Linked DNA regions of Mus musculus: region 1 is linked to region 2. The links are chromatin contacts, called in public Hi-C maps. All regions are on one chromosome and are shown on one strand. The core of a region is the stretch at or near the end of the contact, and the rest is flanking DNA. Distances in the headings are between cores, read along the strand shown.

Evidence for each region. Hi-C and Micro-C count contacts between places; a contact is called where the count stands out from the background.
Region 1: a Hi-C map of muscle stem cells shows a contact between it and region 2, with 2.0 times the contacts expected there. The contact joins the enhancer-like site here to the promoter of Rnaseh2b in region 2. A contact is called at or near these places in 1 of 39 promoter capture datasets (macrophages), 1 of 15 datasets of contacts at CTCF or cohesin (large pre-B cells), 7 of 484 Hi-C or Micro-C datasets (CD8 T cells, cerebellar granule neurons, liver and 3 more), 2 of 115 datasets of contacts at active chromatin or transcription factors (embryonic stem cells and fibro-adipogenic progenitors) and 2 of 9 other capture datasets (adipose tissue and liver).

The regions. Positions count from the first base shown.
Region 1 is chr14:62,388,118-62,391,103 of GRCm38.p6, forward strand. The region is part of intron 2 of Gm46457 (a long non-coding RNA gene); the gene reads left to right. It also overlaps a transcript of Gucy1b2 not described here. Among named protein-coding and RNA genes, the nearest start is that of Gm46457, 10 kb to the left of the region's middle. Within about 2 kb of position 1,519, at least 91 of the 459 cell types and tissues checked have an H3K27ac peak or open chromatin away from gene starts, as enhancers often do. A contact at or near this core is called in cerebellar granule neurons, muscle stem cells and uterus, where this site is marked.
Region 2 is chr14:62,330,079-62,333,325 of GRCm38.p6, forward strand. It overlaps Rnaseh2b (ribonuclease H2, subunit B), which reads left to right and starts at 1,990. Exons shown (of 11, transcript NM_026001.3): 1 at 1,990-2,098. The coding sequence starts at 2,038. Gm41173 (a long non-coding RNA gene) reads right to left here and starts at 1,977. Exons shown (of 2, transcript XR_874686.3): 1 at 1,784-1,977; 2 at 1-250.

The DNA of each region.
Region 1 (2,986 bases), core at 269-2,768, 58 kb after region 2:
TGCAAAGGGAGTAAGAGCCCTGCGTAAACCTGCTTAATTTGTTTATCATATGCTGAGTTTAAAAATTACTTTTGGGATAGAGTGGGGGGTGAATATGACCAAGACATATTTTATACATGTATGAAATTCTCAAAGGATAAATACAAATATTGTATTTTTAGAATCATTTTTTCTGAGAGTTACAGAATCCCCTATATTTTTCTGTTCTAAACTGCCACAGCTGTGCATAATCTAAAACCACAGCTCAGGGATCTGGGGGAGACTCCAGGGTCTGCTGGAGTCAAAGGGTCAAAAAACCTCTAAGTATTTGCTCCACAGCCAACAGGAGCCCTGACTAGACCTGGGGACACCGTAGCCTGTGGTAAACTATAAATGTATGCTGGAACACTTAAAGCTGGGACTTCATGTTTCAGTCTCTTTTAATAGCTGGACGTCTCCAGTGAAAAATCACACTGTAACTTTTCTTTAGGTCTCTCCTGTTCTGTTCTTGACAGCACATATCTGACTGGAGCTGCTGTGTCAGGAGTACAGTCTCTGCTTCCAACACAGAGACGGCTCTAGCCAATGGCTGAGAGCTAAGATCAGAGTTGGGGTAGGGTGGGTCTGAAGGCCAAGTCCTAGGTCTGTACCTCAGTTTCCTGTCTGCGCAGTGTGGCTAAAAACCATACCTGTGTAATGCTCAAAGGACTTCAGCTGGGTACCACAATGGTCCTGCTATATATGTGAACCCAAGTTCCTGGGTAGATGCTGATGGCTTAGATAGGCCACTAAGATCTAAGAGAGTGCCATCATTAGACCCCACTGAATGCAGACATGGAACTGCTGTCATTTCCTCCTCACCTCACATCAAGTTGAACCCCTGAGGGGAAAGAATTCAGAATCCTCTGAAAATTTTCGGACTGCACCATGCAGAAACTCAGAGCAGTTTCTCTTTGGGAGACAGAGTCTCTCAAGCCACCTTTAAAGAATGATTCAGCCAGTTGGTTGACATATCATTATCACATTTTGAAGTTAACACAGCCCCAGAGTCTATGAATGCTCACCCCACAGTTAATTATTCTTGAGTTTTTCTGTGCTCTCAAAACATATTCTACTTATGTAATGATCCCTCGGGGGAGCACCAGGTGCCTTTGTCCCACAGACAGGGCCAGCTGTGTAAAACCTCTGCATCTGTCAGGTTTCTCTATGTGGCACATAATTGCCTGATTTCCATCTGAAAGTGCAGCACTGACATTAAAGCCACATAGAACCCACCATTGATAACAATGGCTTCCCGACACCTAGAAGAAGCATGGGGGGTGGGGGGGCAAATAAACATGCTCCCCAAATGAGCGCTTGCCTTCACAGGGGCTGGGTCTGAATGTACAGCTGCAGATGAAGAGAACAAACCAAGAGGAATAAAGGAAATGAAAGCTACAGATTAGCATTCGGCTGTCTCAGCCAGATGGTCTTCTGGGGAGAGCGGTCCTCCGCTTGCTTTCTTCAGTCTCCAGGCTAGCACACAGCACCCACTCTCTGCAGGGGCAGCAGTGATCTCACCCCTCAGCCAGGCAACCCAGTGAATCACTCACTCTTTCTTTCTCACACAACTGTGAGCCAATGAAAACTTGAAAGTGAAAGAAAGACTAAGAAGGGATTGGGGGGTGGGGGGGCGGGGAAGCCAGGCATCTGTGATGAATGAAAAAGTCTTAGCCTAGGAGAGGGCTAAGATACCAAGACTGAGGGAAGTGTCGGGAAGCATCAGCTAAGGAAGAAGAGAGCCACTGAAAGAGAAAGCTGTAGACACCCCTCCTCCTCAGCGCCCAGAAGCATTGCCTCCAGCATCCAGGATTGCCATGGTATTCAGGACCTTGGGGTCCTGGCTTTTACAAGCTTGGGCTTGAGGTCTGTGCTCCCAAGGTAAAGAAAGCAGTGGCCTCTTCTCAACTTATTTAGAAACTGTCGCCTCCCTCCATGGCTAGACGCCAATGAGTCTGCCAGTCATTGGTCTGAGGACCAGCCATCTGCCACCATCTGGATAGACCGTGCCTGGGCCAGGTGCCCTGAAATGGAAGAAGCTAGGTGGGGCAGAGGCAAGGGAGGGGGAGGGGCAGGAGCAAGGCAGGGTTATGGGGTAAACTGAGCCTGCAAAGCTGTAGTTGTAGAGGGCAGTTCCCTGGAATGCTCTACTCTGAAAAGGGCTCTACCGACAGTCACCACCAAGCCAAGTGTTCACTGCTCATGAGCAAGCCTCGTATTTGAGTGGCAGCCCAGGTCTGCTGCTGGCCATGAGACAGACCACCAGATGGTGTGTGCCAGGGCATAGATGTTCTATGAGCTAATCGATCCAGTAGGAGTTAATACATCTAACTTGGGTCCAAGGGCCTCAATTCACAGAAGATTCCAGAACAAGTGAAGGTGCATTTTGAGGTTTTAGAGGCCCTGTGAGCAAGCACTTTAGCAGCTCGCCAAACTTCCCAAGTGTGGTGGTTTGGATGAGAATGGTCAACCTTCCCCACTGTGATGGACTCTGAGCTCTCTGGAACTGTAAGCACAAATAAAACCTTCCTTCTATGAGTTGCCTCATAGAAGTAACAGAAGTAGCATAAGTAACATAGCAATAGAAAAGTAACAAACACTTCCGAATACCAGGAGATTGTCTGTAGCAGTGTTTAATAGAATAAATGTCAGCTGCAGGGTGGTACCTATCACAGGATTGTCTTTCTTTTACAGCTGGAAATGATTATTTAAATCAAAATAAATGTGGAACAAAAATTGTCCTTGTTTTTGGCCTGGACTATGGTACCTGTCGCACAATTCTGACAGTTCTAAATATAATGTTCAATGAAGTAGCATATTGTACTGTGACCCCAGCCAAACAAGCTTGCAACAAAATAATCCAAGATCCCGGGCTCTGGTGTTTCTCCTTCCAAACTTAACTGAAAAGGCTTCCCACCAAATGACCAATTTGGTCTTGGTCTCCCAGGTAATGCCACGTCCTCAGAGT
Region 2 (3,247 bases), core at 740-3,239:
AAAACTCTGTACCACAGTAGACGTTTAGGATTACTGAGAACGTTTCTGCTAATTCTTGGTCACCAAGACTGATTTCCAGTTAAGCTCTAGTCCCATAACAAGGCTTACAACTAGCCATTAGGCATATCCCCATATCAAGAACATGCCTCCGAGGGGTGGCTCAAGGGAGTAGCACAGGGTCACAACCATCATTAAGTCCTGGTCTGTCCTCAAGTTCTCTGTGCTCTCAACAGGAAACGTGTAATTCTGCCTGGTGGACAAGAACAAAAGGAACACTAGTGTACTTAAATAGTTCAGGCAATATCTTTGCTGAGTAAATCTCCCATTTGCCCAAGCAAGGGACCAGACCTGCCGTCTCTTGTGTCTGTTTAAACTTTCCAAAGTGTAACCTGGGGCTGGAGCCTGAAAGATTTATGTGAAATGCATAAGCCTAAAATGTAAGCTAACAACATCTTCTCTATAAGGCCTCCTCCCTGAGCATTAGACACACACACACACACACACACACACACACTATCATTAAAAACCATTTCCATTATTAATCCCTCAGTGTGCAGTGATTTCTCTGTGGCTGGGCATGGGAATCCTGTTAATCCTCTGTGTACTGAACCACCTTGATGGTCCAATTGAGTCAAAATTCTTAATTCTCAGCCAGCATGAAACGCAAAGCCAGTCCTAGGGGGACCCCTTTCCCTCCAGAGTCCTCTTCTGTCTTTGTATCCTGACTCATCTTCCTGACTCTTATCCACAGCCAGGGGAGACTAGCACAGGAATAGAGCTGTACTGGGTAAAGCAGTTCTCACTGTGGCCAAGTGCTGGGACAGTTGCTGCACAAATGACACTGATCTTGCTTTTGTCTGAGAGAATCACGAAATGTCCCTGCGTGGCCTTATTTTTTCGTGGTCTTACAATGGTCTGGTCAGAGGTGGGTATTATATATATATTTTTTTTAATTAGGTATTTTCTTCATTTACATTTCAAGTGCTATCCCAAAAGTCCCCCATACCACCCCCCCCTACCCACTCACTCCCACTTCTTGGCCCTGGTGTTCCCCTGTACTGAGGCATATAAAGTTTACAAGACCAAGGGGCCTCTCTTCCCAATGATGGCCGACTAGGCCATCTTCTGCTACATATGCAGCTAGAGACATGAGCTCTGGGGGTACTGGTTAGTTCATATTGTTGTTCAGAGGTGGGTATTTTTAAGGGCTTCATGCCTCAGGAGGGAATCTCAGCCTATGTTTTAAGATCCAGACCAACTTCTGGTTGCTCTATGTAATTTCTCAAAAGCTTTGACCACCTTTATAACTCAGACCTCCACATTTATGTTGCCTGTGTCTCACATTGCTCCCTCTACAAAAACAAAATACAAAGTGCCACTAGACTGGATAACAAAAGACATAAAGTGCATAGTCTGCCTAGAAAGAACACTTCAGAACAAGCTTCCTGATCGGCAGCTGGCCCTTTGAGAGAATCCCCTCTCCACCTCCCTAGTCAGGGCTTAATTGTTTTCTCTATAGCCCCGAGGTGAGCCCTAGGCAACAAGACACCACTTTTGCTCACAACCATTCTAGCACTTGGGAGGTTCCTGATCCAGTATTCAAAGCCAGCCAGGGCGGCATACTTTGAAGGTCAGTCCCCGCTGGGTGGTGGACCTTGTGTCAAAACCAAACCACACCCAAACTAAGTCTCGTTAATACTCTAAAGATTTATCCTAAATAACAAATTCGTATGTTGAACTCCAAATTATAAGCATAATTTGGGTTGTATCTTTAAAAAATTACCTTAACTATCAAATTGGCCCACAGCCAATTTGAAGGCTGCTCGCCCGCATTAGGAACCTCAATGTATGAAATACACGCACGAGCAGCGCCCGTAGAATGAGAGTGAGAAAAACGAGGAGCTCCACACCCTCCACTGACAGCAGGGCCCGCGCAGATTTCAAAAAAGGAAGCCGAGCGGGCGGGCCCGGAAATGGAGGCAGGCTGGTGGCCCCGGTTGGCGGGCCCCTCGGCGCCACTTCCGGCAGGGCGCGACCATGGCCGGAGGTCGGGACCGCGGGGACTTGGCGGCCAGGCAGCTAGTGTTCCTACTTCCAGGTAAACGCGGGAGGCGCGTGGGCCTAGGTCGCTGGTGGCGGCAGCGGCAGCGCGGGTTTTTTTTTTTTCCCAGGCCAGCACCGGTCCGCAAGGTCCTAGCGAGCGCGGACCCGGATTCGGTGCCCCGCGCTTTGCTAAGCATCCTGGTCACGTGTCACAACACGCGGGAAAACTCCAAACCCGGAAGCGACGGCAGCGTTTGCGCGGATTCCCTGGGGCGGGTCCAGCCACTCGGCCTGCGGCGGGCAGCGGGGGTCCCGGGACTCTGCTGTCCCCTGGGAGTTACTGGATCTCTGTAGCTCAGCGTCTAGAATCTTACCAGCTCCAAACCAGAGGTCGCAGTAGTCCCATGCTGAGCCGCTCTGCTGCTCTGGAAAGGCAAGGGTGGCCAGGCATAAGGGAGCCTGGATGGGGTTTATGTGAGCGTGGTTTGAAACAATTCCAGGACATGGTGACAGTCAAAAATCCCAGAACCAGGCCACTCAGTGTCCCTGTAGATGATGACCAGCTATCAGGGCATGTGGTGGCATGCGACAGCCATTGCCATATGAGGAGGGCAAGTGAAATAAATTTGGGTTAGGGAATGCAAGCCAGAAACACTCTGTCATTTTACAATGATACATTTGATGTTAGAATACGCGTGAAGAAGGAAACTTCCCAGTCACTTTAATTTTGAGTTTTAGTTTAGCAAATGCAGAGCATTTTTACAGCAAATATATTTCACCAGGGTATAGATATCCAGTGATGATAATTTTTATAATCTTTATGTAACGACCTGACACTTACTTTGGATACACAGCTTCTCTCCTGTGTAAAAAGTTAAACACATTCAAGTGTATGGATTTTGGGTTTGCAGCTCACTCAACTGAACCCTGTATGCTGCTGACCAAGAAGAGTAGCTTTCCAGCTAGCAGCTCATACACCCGTCTTCTAGAGAACCCCAGGCTTTCTGTCATCAAATTAGTTTTGCCTGCTTGGACCCCTGTGACTTTTGTATCTGTCTTCCTTCCCTCCGTACCACGTCTGCCAGATCCATCCATGGCTGTTCCATGGGTTTTGTTGGCTGGTTCTTAAAAATTGCTTCTGGTTTGCTGTATGCATATCAATGCTACTACTCTCCGGAGGATGGATGGCATTAGGTGTTCCTCC